Regions from separate parts of the Mus musculus genome. Here region 1 is linked to region 2. A link is a contact called in public HiCAR-type data. All regions are on one chromosome and are shown on one strand. Each heading gives the region's core, a stretch centred on a gene start, on an enhancer-like site or on the middle of the called end of the contact. The rest is flanking DNA. Distances are from core to core; before and after follow the strand shown. Region 1 has its middle 85 kb from the start of Gm33430. Region 2 has its middle 78 kb from the start of Fgf9.

Region 1 (6,218 bases), core at 3,535-6,034, 360 kb before region 2:
ACAGAAATTCTCTCCCACAATGCTACATCAATGCACAGTGCTTGCAAAAGTTCATCTCTTGCTCTTCTCTTTCATGTCACCAGAAGAGAGAGAGAGAGAGAGAGAGAGAGAGAGAGAGAAAGAAAACAAACTCTGATTCTGGGGTATCTTCCCTTGCTTTTCTCCTAGTCCCTCTGCAAGTTCCTCCAAGGGTTTTGCTTCTTTTTCTAAGACAATCTGGTCTTGTTAAACCACAGTCGTTCAGCCCATTCTCTCTGCTCTGCTCTGTCAATGTTTTCTGTGGAATCTTCTGCACCTGAGATTCTCTCTTCTATCTCTTGTATTCTGTTGGTGATGCTTGCATCTAGGACTCCTGATCTCCTTCTTAGGTTTCCTATCTCCAGGGTTGTCTCCCTTTGTGATTTCTTTATTGTTTCTATTTCTGTTTTTAGAAATTCCTTCACCTGTTTGGTTGTGTTTTCCTGTAATTCTTTAAGGGATTTTCGTATTTCCTCTTTCGTATTTCCTGTTTACCTGTGTTCTCCTTATTTCTCTAAGGGAGTTATTTATATCCTCCTTAAAGTCCTCTATAATCATCGTGAGATGTGATTTTAAATCAGAGTCTTGCTTTTTTGGTGTGTTAGGGTACCCAGGGCTTGCTGTGGTGGGAGAACTGGGTTCTGATGATGCAGCCCATTCTCAAACAAGAACAAGTATCGTTGCCTTCCTCTGCTGGAGTTTACCACCCCGATTCTTGCCTACAGACACGGGCCCAGCTACCCACAAACAAGAAAAGAGCTGTCTCTTCCATCACGCAGGCTCTGTACGGCTTGTGATTTGCCAGGAGGAAAATTCATAATTGCCTCCTAAAGTTAAGAACCTGTCCTAAAGGGACTCCAAACCTATGGTGGCACCCTGAGACAGAGTGCTTGATGCTTCTACAAACTCTTTATAAGTTAGTGCTTCAGCCTTACACTCAGAAGAAAGAACACTGAGACAGTACACTGAGAGGCAACTCTCCCAGAGAAATCATGTTCTCATACGAGAACCGGAAAGAACCCTGAGGAATTAAATGGTGAAGGCATGCACCAAACCAGTGGTAGCAGAAACATGAAGAAGGGAACAATTTTAATGCATAGAACAGAATTCAAAGGGGGAAAAAAGCAGAAAAGAAAGGAAGGAAGGAAGGAAGGAAGGGAGGGAGGGAGGGAGGGAGGGAGGGAGGGAGGGAGGGGGGTAAGAAAGAGAGAGAGAGAAGAAAGAAAGAGAGAGAGAGAGAAAGACAGACAGACAGACAGAAAGAAAGAAAGAAAGAAAGAAAAAAAGAAAGAAAGAAAGAAAGAAAGAAAGAAAGAAAGAAAGAAAGTCCAGAAAGCATTCCATCCGCCTAAATGAAAGATTTTAGTGTGGTCAATAGTCTCCAAACACAGCTGGTCATAATGAAGAGGAAAGAGTCTGAGGAAAGTGGAGTAAGAACCTATGGCCTGTGTGGATGCAAGACAATGAATCATTTTGCAGACGTGCCCGCTGGGTGGAGAGAGGACTTTGGGGTGTAGAGGTTACAGTATGCTCAGCTTCTTGCTGACCTCCACAGGAACTTATTCTGATGATGCCAACCTTCCCACACACCCCCCAGTAAGGTGGATATAGGGCATTAAAAAAAATCACTTCTGTGGTTAGTCGGTGCTCACATCCTGAACATCTTCCATGAAGCCGGAAAAGCAGAGGACCTCAGAAAGCCTTTCCTCCCTACTTCCCTCAGGGCTTCTGAGGATTTTCAGAGCAGCTGGCCAGCACAAGGGAGTTAAGACAGGTGGGCTCAGGTAACCTGGAGGATTCAGAGTCTCCAACTCTGCCTCAGCCAGGAAATATTCTTCACAGCCATACGTCTATGGGATCTGTGCCTGGTGCCTGGTACTACTGATGTAGAGCTGTTCATAAGAGGGAAATAATATCTGCACAAAAGAGGCTGAATTATACACACTGGCTGCAGAGTCAGGGGGTAAAAAAAATCTAAAAAGAAAGAGATTAATATTCTTAACTGAGAAACACAACATGCACACTCTTTCAAGTAAATGTTTCCTAGGGATTTAAAAAGAGACTTAATATTTTGCTAGGTTTGTTTTCTCTTCATTTGTTTTATGGATAATTGAGCAAAATATGAAATAAATGTGACCATGAAGATAGTGGGGAAAATACTGTATGGAAAGGATAATTTGGTCCCTAGGTTAGGTCAAGCTCCCGTGAGAACTAGTGTAAACGTTCTGCCCAGAGACTAGGTAGGGTATATTGTAAATGGCTCTAAGAGGCTAATCATGGTGGTGTGCACCTCTGTAATCTCACCTTCTTGGGAGACTGAGGCAGGAGAATAAGTTCAAAGCCATTCTGGGCTACAACAGTGAACCCCTCTTTCAAAACGCAAACATATAAAAGGGAGTGTGTGTGTGGATATAGCTTAGTGGTAGAGCACTAACCTAGAAGAAAGAGGTCCTGAATTCAATATCCAATATGGGGGGTGGGGTGGTGTTGGACAGGCTCAAAGAAAAAGATCTTAAAAGATGGTTGTCTGGGGTCACTCAACGTAAATACCTACAACATCTAAGAAAAATGTCTTGCTTCAATTTTAAGTAATTATGCTGCATTTTCTTCCTGTGCCTACCATCTCATTAAGCCTGCGTGAAATGCATAATTACCACACTACACAGGTGAGCTGACTTTGCTGGTATGTGCATGAAAGTCTCACATTAATTTCCTATGGAGGACCCCCAGGGCAGGAACAGGGCACATCCAGCTTGTACACTCCACTCCTAATGCAGTGCATATAACAGGGCGCACATTCCAAAGAGGATCTCCAGCTCTAGATCTGTCACAGGAAAACATCCTGTTTATGTCAACCTCCATCCTGAAAGGAGAGAGTAGCTAGACACCACATACCATTGTCTCTGGCCAATGCTGTCAGTCAGACCCCAGCATCGGCCCAGTTACTGACTCAGCCAACCTCAAACACCGCTGTCATCCCCTGATTTCTACTTTACTAATATAGCCTGAGAGATATTTCTAGTATACTATCAATGATGTCTTCATTTACAGTCAAAACAAGATCCTGCTTTATTTATATACCATACCCCTTTGCTTTCTGACCAGAGAATTGTTTACAGTGGCAATTCTCCAGCCTCTTAACTAAATTTCAGGGAAGGTGAGGAAGGGGTGTATCATCCTGTACGCAAAGCGCTAAAGCAGAAGTACTGAGAGTTTAGTAGCAGGCAGAAGTATTGAGAACTTAGTAGCAGTGCCCAGCAATAGTGAATGGAACTAACTTGGGAGTTTTATGGCAGAGACAGGAGGAAGGGAAGGAAAAGACACAGGCTGTACAGAAGGGGGCTCTGGTTGTCCCACATGCATCTCCGGCCAACATTCAGCACAAGGCTGTGCTCTAAAGCCCTTGGCTGAGGGCTGTGGGCCATCAGACTTTGCTGCCTTTACATACTCCTCTCCAAATGGCTTCCTAGACAGCCACACTGAGTTGGAGGGACACTGGGGTCTGTTCTGTGTCTCAGCCATGACACTTATCAGCTAATCAGCTGAATAACACCACCTTTTGGTCTATTCCACCTACACCGATCGTAGGCATTCGATCACTATTTGGGGAGACTTTCAAAATGCAGTCACATGTCACTGTGCCCACAGGGAACTGTTATGAGGAAGGCATTATGTGGTTTCCATCACTATGCCAACATCAGAGTTTATTAGTCAAGTTTCCCATTGCTATGATAAAATACCTAACAAAGGAAACTTCAGGAATGGAGGGTTTATTTAGTTCAGGGTCTGAGGGCTTACAGACCATCACCATAAGACAGTGCTGGACCTCCACTGAGGCAGTAGAGTGATGACTGCCGACACGCAGTTAGATGTCTTCCAAATCTCTTTTACTTACGCTAGGACCCCATCCCACAAGATGGTGCCACCCACATTCAGGATGGGTTTCCCTCCTCAGTGAAACCATTTAATGGACAACCTCACCGACACTCACACCGGGTGTCTCCGAGAGGATTTGAAGCTGCATCAAGAGTAGCCATCAAACTGCCCAAACTGCCTGCTAAACCCCTCCTTTCTGTGGCACAGTAACACCCGCTCTGAACCAACAGCTGAGCTAAACCCTCATGGTGGACCACTGCTGACAGCTGGTTAGATCTTTGAATTCAAATACTTGAAAAGTTATTTTCAGACACTGTAACATGGGAGGAGAGGCTGCGTTAAATAAAGGGTGCATCTGGAGCCTCTGTGGATGGGCCAGGAGAGGAACACGGAGCATCCAAAGCAGGGTAGAGGCAGACTCACAACTCAACAGGAGTAGGGACATCCAGGTGTTGCAGATGATGGAGGGGATAATGTTAACACAACATCCGTTTCATGGGACCACAGAGACCCAGCAGTATCCTCAAATGCTGAGGTCAACAAAAGCATTCCTATGGCTGCCCTTTGCTCTTCCCCACAAGGAAAGTGGCTGGAGGTGTATAACTCCTGCTTCCCAGCACACTGTCCCATGAAGCAGCAGCAGCAGCAGTGTCTTAGAGGTCACACAGACTATGACTTCAAAACACCCTCCTAAGAGCACACGTGTCTATGGGTGAAACAGCTTAAAATTAGCAAGGTCAATATTTAACTTGGACCTGGTCTGGGAGTGTGGAATTTTCCACAGAGAATCAGAGCTGTCACCAGAAGCTGGCAAATTGGAACAACAGCCCTGGCTCCTGCATTTCGAGAAGACAGAATGGCTGGGAGTGGTTCAGAGCAAGAATGGTGATGGTTTGCCAGCCAAGGCCTTGAGCCAAGACCCTGCTAGACAATCATTCCAAAGAACTCGCCCTGCTACTGATGTTTTTCTCCCACTTTTACTAAACGTGCACCCAGCCTTGCACCCCTGCCTCTGTCCCAGGCTGCTCTTGTGCACTGCAGGCTTGCCTGTCACGCTGTGATTCCTCTGTTGCTCACACACCACCTGGAGCAGCGCATGGTGGAACACACCTGCGGTTACAGCATTTGGAAGACTTAGACAGAAGCATCACAGTTCAAGGTCAGGTCCTGTTTCAAAACCTAATGAAGGCAAGAGCTGAGCTTTTATTGGATTATACAAACTTCCAGGACGAGGCTTTAATGTTCTCCAACAGTGTGAGCCAAGACAGCAGATAAAGACTCATAGGCCATGATGAGGGCAAAACTAGACCTCTAAACAGAGGATCAGGTCCCTGTCACCTTCCTTCCTCAGTCCATCTGGAAAACTTTTGGTCTCATTGACTCTACTTTTTCTCTTCCCCTTTCTAATCATTATATCCTTCCCCATGTGGATTTAGGTTTGTCGCTCTTTTTCTAGTTCTTTGAGGCATTCAACTAGGTTGTCCAGTAAAGGAAACACTATTTCATTTTAGAGATTTGTTTGTTTGCGTTTTCTAAGTATGCATGTTTTACCTGTGAGTATGTCTGCACACTGTGGGCGTGCCTGGCATACACAGAGGCCAGAAGAGGGCGCCAGATTTCCTTTATGTGCTGGGAACAGAACCCCAGTCCACTGCAGAGGTAGGAAGTGCTCTTAACCATCAAGTCATCTCTCCAGCCCTGCTCTCTATTTTCCAATGGGTGGGTGTGTCTTCACAGCTCTTCACTTTCCTTTGGGCACTGGGTTTGCTGCATTCCATAGGCTTTTATGTGTTATGTTGACTTCTTTCTCTCAGTCATATACAAAGCCACAATAGATTGAGGGGGAATCACAGACTACTTGAGGCAATACAAATGTTCATTAAACTTTGACTCCCCCCCCCCAATCCAGGATAGATGAATCTACCTGTAAGTTGAGTTATTTGGCCTGAAAGAGAAGAAATATGCTGAGCAGATTTGGCTGAAAAGAGATACAGTTTGTGACCCTGCTTGAGATCCTATAGTACATGGGGTAGACCCATGTGAAGCATGGTAGATAGTCAAAAAAAAAAAAAAGTCTATGACTATGGAGACCATTTCCAGGGCTGGAGAACATGCTGTATACTATTGTGAGTTGAATGTGAAGTGTTCACCTATGTTTGAACACTTAGTCCCTAGCTAGTGTCTGTTTCAGAAAATCATGAAACCTAGGAGGTGAGACCTTGTTTGAGGAAGTGGGTTACTGGGGACTGGCCTTGAGCAAAACTTCTCTTCCTGTCTGCTTTTGGCTTCTTGATCCTCCTACAGTAAGTGAGCATCCTGGTACT
Region 2 (5,991 bases), core at 2,226-4,725:
ATCAGTCCACTGAAAACTGTGGTGTGTACGTGTGTGTGTGTGTGTGTGTGTGTGTGTGTGTGTGTGTGTGTTGTGCTTCCTGTGTGGTCATCTGCATGCAGAATGCACAGGGCACACAGTGGTAGCATTACACAGTGTGACATGTACAAGGTGACGGTACCCTTTACTGGGTATACTAAGGCATCACCATACTAGGGAGGAGCTCTGGGGAAGGGCAAGCAACTCATCCAGAAAGTGACAGACAGGATGCTGGAACGGAAACCCAAAAACTAGCCAGGAGCTGGCCTGTGAATGAGCCAGGCAGAGATAGACCTCAGGTATAGCAGCAAGGATATCAGTCACTGGTGGACTTCAGAGCTGTGGACAGGCTAAGGACAAAGTGAGAGTTGAGACCTGATTAGAGACATGCTAACAGGGCCCTGGAGAGTTGGTTAAGTTGTAAAGAAGTCGCTGTGCAAATAAGGAGACCTGAACCCAAGCCAGATGATGGCATCTGTACCCAGTGCTGGGCACAGAGAGTGGTAGATGCAAGCATCTTGCTGGCCAGCCAGTCTAACCAAAATGGCAAGCTCCAGATTTAGTAAGCATCTCTGTTTCAAACCATAAGGTAGAGAGAGCTAGAAGACACTCAGTCTAGACCTCTGGTCTCCACATGTGCACATGTGCATATGCACACACACACACATGCAGACAGCAACACACACACCTTTGTTTTTAATGTAATGAGAAAAAAACAACAACAACAGAATAATCAGGGCTAAACCAAACCAGTATCCATATTCCTCACAACCCTCAATCCAGAGGGCAAGACCTTGTGTCCAAGGCAGTGACTTTCACTGTGGAAAACTCTTAGAGGGAGGAGCAAAAATCAAAGTGGACACAGGAAGAGATGAAAGAAATTTCAAGAGAATGGGGGTGCTGATTTAGAGGGGCACTAGGAAGCCCTGGAGCTGGAGACTGACGGCTAGCTGAGATGGCTGAAACCTGAGTGTTCGTGGCGGAGCTCCTGGGGACTGCACAGGGTGGAGTGAGCTTTCAGAGGAACATGGAGGTTCACAGATTCTGAAGCAATATCAAAGCAACAGATGTCCACATGTGCATCACTGCCCTTGCATTCTGAGGTGTTGCCTGCATGGTGTGTGAGAAGGAGGGAGATGTGGCTGACAAACCCCAGGGTCCAGCCACAATGCTTTCCACATGGTACACATATAAATACCACTCTCCACGGCACAGCTGCAGCTGTTCCCTCCAGCACCTGGCTCTGCTTGTCACCCTGCCCCAATCTTGCTCCAGAGTGGCCTCAGCTACAAGGGTCCTCCCCACATCTCTGCCTGGCAGGTCTCCCCTGAAGCCCATCATAGGACCTGCTGAATTTCAAGTGCCCTTGAAGCTGTCCTCCACCTCCTCAATTTTCTTTGGAATAGCATGTGTCACCCAGCCAGGGAATTTCAGATGCTGATTCTCAATGCTGACAGGGGCATGGATCTGCAGATCAGAACCTTAGCCCCTCATCAGCCACACTGCAGGAAAGTAGGCCTGTGGGGAGCACACACCATCGCACAAATGCATAGCATGAAGAGGACAAACCTACCTGGAGATTCAAGGCACAAACAGGTACCCATCAGCAGGGAACTGGGCAACACGAGAAAGCCAGAACATCTCAGACCTCTACCCACACACACATTCCCACTTCTAATTGTAGATAGGGAATTTTCAGTGTGGGCACTTTCGGGAACTCTTGAAACCATTATTAAACCCTGAGTAGTTTCCAGTCAATCCTGATGAGATTTCAGATACCACATCAATCAACAAATCTTCCTAGCCAGGCCTCTCCTCCAGAAGAATCATATCACCCGCTTGCTTAAGAACTGAAATACATTTCAGAAGTCTTTTCCCCACCCTCTCCATCTCTGGGACCCACCATAGAGGCTATCAAACACCCACACACACTGCAATGGAGTCTGGCAAATGTGTTAAACCACCGGTTATTGGGAACATGATGCTGTCAACAGCAGAGGAATCGGAAGGTCGTAGCATCCTGTCTCACCGCATCCAGCCGTATAGGCTTGAGGGATGAATGGGAACTCAGTCCTCTGTTACTAACAGTGAATGAGACAAGAGTTCCAAAGGAAATTAAGTCAAGACAAGAAGCCATGGCCCAAGACAAGTCTACATCCTCTGATGCATGGTAGTGTGCCTTGGTTGTGGGATTTGACACTTTGTAAGACAGAGGTGATAACACCTACTCTGGACCAATGGAGGAGGCCCACAGAGTGCCTGACATGCGACCTTCCCTGTTCCCTGGTGAAAGAAGCAGAAGGTGATGGAGTTCCGTGAGTCCTCTCAATCCCCAAGATCCTAGGTACTTTTATTCCATGGGACTTCTGTAGTCATCAATGTCTTCAATAAGACTCAAAACATAGGTTCACATTCCCAAGATAATAGTACCTTGTAGGGACTGGCTCTTTTTAACCACCAACCAATCCGCCATCAAGAAAACTGTTGCTGACGGACCATGGGAAGAATGGGCTTCCAGTGGCTTGTCACCAGAGCCATGCAAGGTGGTCAGTGTCTGAAGATCTAGAGAGGGGAGTCCCTTTATGAAGAGTTTTTTAATGTTGAAATCAGGAGGTCTCTGCAATAAACAGAGTGTGAGCCTCCTCACAAAGTAACGTAAACCCGATAATGCTATTTTTAAAAGGCTTTAAATAACTTTTTCAATGCAAAACAACCCACTTAAAGCAGACTTAATTCATTTTATGGGCCAGTTCTAAAGCAGAACCGCTAGTGAGTGCTCCAAAAGCCACCCTGAACCAAAGAGAGCCATTCCGTATGTCATCACCACTGGGCGACTCACGTTGTGACATTAAACCAATAAGTTCCACATGGCTGGACGAAAAGGGGTATTCTCCGTATGGCTCGCTCGCGCTCCTTCATTTTGGGATGACAGAGGGGATTTCCCTAATAGAATCTCCTGTGCTTCTGACTGAGCCCGTTTTATGCGACCAAAATAATTTAAATTAAATTAAAAAGTCCCTCATCTGAGCCTTTGGCTCCGAGCGAAGTCCAGAACTGAACTCGGCTGATGTGATTTCCCCGATAAGTTACTCTTACAGGCTTCACAATGCTGACCTCAAATCCACACTGCAGTCAACGGCAGTTCAGCCAAGGCACGGAGCTTGATAGCCCATTCGCTGCCTTTTAATTAAAATTCCAAGTTGGTGTTTTGTTTTCAAAGGAAGGATGGTGAGGCTCAAGGTCACCTAGTGCGGCCAGGAGCCGAGGGGAAGAATGCCCGCCATGGTTTTACACTCCAGCGACTTTGAGGAGGGCAGGGCGCTGGCTGCCCCAGGAAGGATCGCTAACAACTTTCAGAATGGTTTCCGGATATAAATAGCAGCAATGGCATGATATATTCTAGCAAGAAAGACTGGAATAAAAGTAGGTTACTGACTGGCAGATGCCTGCCTGCCAGTGGGCAGTGGAGCATCGGGACTGGGCTCTTTCCAGCTATATTTAGCATTCACATTAATGTACTGCTGAACAATGCCCTTTCGGGGAACCACAGAAATCAGAGGAAGAAAGATGACGAAAATTGATGAAGCAATCGCTATGAGAAACCCCTGGGCACAATCACTGTGATAAATACCTTGTTAAAATACCGGCCCATCCCCACCTTATGTTTCCTGTTAACACGAGGGGTCCATTAGTGAACACTGCTACCTCCCAAAGGGGAAGCCATCTGCATTTAGGAGTTAGAGGCAAGCTGGGCCCCATCCAACCTGACAAAGCATCCCTAGAATTAAAAAAGATGAAGGAGACTGCTACGCACGCGCGTGCTGGGGGTTCTTTCAAGGTGCTCTCGGTTTGTAAGTGTTTTGTGTGTCATTTTGTTCTTTTCTATGGCAAAATCACTAGAACACAGAAGGAAAGAAGTTGGGGGGGGGGGGGTTTACTCCTTGGCAAAACTTTAAAACAAACAAGATAGGACTCAAAGGATGACCTTGCATTATATGGATCCTTGTTCTGGGGGTCAGAAATAAGTATCCAGGTGTGATCTGAGATATTTTGGAAATGGAAAGGAAGGGGACCCTCCCCACAAAAACGCAAGCCAGGCTATCTGACCAGTGCTTGGGTCCCATGACTCAGGCAGAGAGCAGTGTGTTACCTTGGAAGGATAATTATACCAGCTGATTCTGGCTCTTCACTGAGCAGTGGATTTCACAGAGGGTACAGTGTGTGGCATGAGAAATAATGACCACAGCTTGCATCTCTTAGAGGCTGTGTGACATTGGGGGAAATCCCCCCAATGATGCCAGCCACATCTGAGAGACAGGGGGATAAGAATCTGCTGTGGTTCCAATGTAGTTTGTGTCCCCCAAAGCAAAAGCTTGGTCTCCAGTATGGTGGTGGTGAGGCCATTAAAGTTTTAATAGTTGGGACCTTGTGGAAAGTGGTCCCTGCCATACCAAGAAGTGAGTTAAGTCACAAGCCAGCGGGCTGCTGTAAAAAAAACAAAACAAAACAAAACAAAACAAAAACAAAAACAAAAACAAAAACAAAAACAAAACCCACCTGATGTCTCTTCTGCCCACTCTCACAGCACTATGATGTCATCTGCCCTGAAATCCTCACTGGAGCTCATAGACATAGCTTGTCACATCCTTAAATCCCCAGAACTATGATCCAAATGAACATCTTTTGTTATAAAGTACCCAGCCTTGGGCATTCTGATACAACACAAAACAGACTAACGCTTGGTCCCAAGAAGACCTGCTATGAGAAGACATCAAGAAAATGCACAACAAAGTACTTAACTTGGTACCTAGAATATTGTGAGTTCCCAAGCCACATTAGTTATTTTGATGACCAGTGCTGATGTGTCTCCAAAAGGATAAGAGTAATGAATATAAATGGGGGATCTGAGAATATTCATTTCTCCCCCAAAGCCTGGTAGGACGCAGGGCAGATGGGGGCTGGGGTGAGCCATCCTGACAGTTCGCTACTGGGAGCACCATTTATTCCTATATGGACTGAGCTAAGCATGCTGGGAGTAGAGGTTATGCATCTCCCTTTGTCTTCCCTCAGTTGAGCATCTGACCTGTGTTCAAGGATCAGATTGAAATTAATCCAAGCTGCTAATTGATCCCATTCCCACAAAACAGTCTCTTTTTTCACGGCAATAATGTGGATTGCGTTCATGGCACACATTTCCAAAAATAAAAAATGAGCTTGGGAAGATGTTACTGTGATAGACAAAGCAAAGGCCTTTCATGTTGAGCAACACAGAGTCACAGCAAGTTATTTTTGCCTTAAAACCTTAGTGTCTTTTCACTGAGCCGGGGCACACTGAGAACAAGATGAAGCTGTTAAGTAGAAGAGGGCTAAAAAAAAAAAAAAATGATGAGAAAGGAATTAGCTGACTGAAGGTGTGATTTGTACGCAGCGATGCCGAGATCTGGAGTGATGGGGAGCAAAGAGGAACCTTGTCTCTAGACGAGGGTGTTGAGCCAGCTGGTGTGTGAGAAGAACAAATGGCAGAGGCTACCTCCTCCATGTGGCTACTGCATGCCCCTGAGTGAATCCCCAACCTCTGTAAGAGTCAGCATCTCCAGCTGTAAAAAGACAATAATTCAAGCATTTCACAGGGAATCAGGAGGCGCTTCTCCCTGGCAAACAGGCTTCTCTCTTCTGTGCAGAGAGGGGAGCTTATAGCAAGGCCTGCCACAGGCTAGCCCAGGGGTTGGCTATGTCCCAGTGTCTTCATGCAGATGAACTCAGGTTTCTGGAAACATCAAAGCAGAGTTTCCACTTGACCTCTGCCAGCACAGCTCTACTGAAACGCCATTAAGACTTCCTTGCTTCAAAGGTTAGTGGCCTTTAGCCAAGATTTCTTTCCCTCCTTTTTGCAGCAACTTCCCACTTGCTGCTTTCCATACTAGAACCCTTTGTTTTTTATTTTCTGCTTATTCACTTGCTTCTATGGTACAA

The links. HiCAR-type assays count read pairs that join an accessible place to other places.
Region 1: a HiCAR-type map of kidney shows a contact between it and region 2, with 4 times the contacts expected there. The contact joins two enhancer-like sites. A contact is called at or near these places in 3 of 484 Hi-C or Micro-C datasets (nephron progenitors and uterus), 1 of 115 datasets of contacts at active chromatin or transcription factors (kidney) and 1 of 9 other capture datasets (embryonic stem cells).

What each region holds. Positions count from the first base shown.
Region 1 is chr14:58,510,282-58,516,499 of GRCm38.p6, reverse strand. No RefSeq gene overlaps it. Among named protein-coding and RNA genes, the nearest start is that of Gm33430, 85 kb to the right of the region's middle. Within about 2 kb of position 4,784, at least 9 of the 459 cell types and tissues checked have an H3K27ac peak or open chromatin away from gene starts, as enhancers often do. A contact at or near this core is called in kidney, where this site is marked.
Region 2 is chr14:58,147,550-58,153,540 of GRCm38.p6, reverse strand. No RefSeq gene overlaps it. Among named protein-coding and RNA genes, the nearest start is that of Fgf9, 78 kb to the right of the region's middle. Within about 2 kb of position 3,475, at least 7 of the 459 cell types and tissues checked have an H3K27ac peak or open chromatin away from gene starts, as enhancers often do. A contact at or near this core is called in kidney, where this site is marked.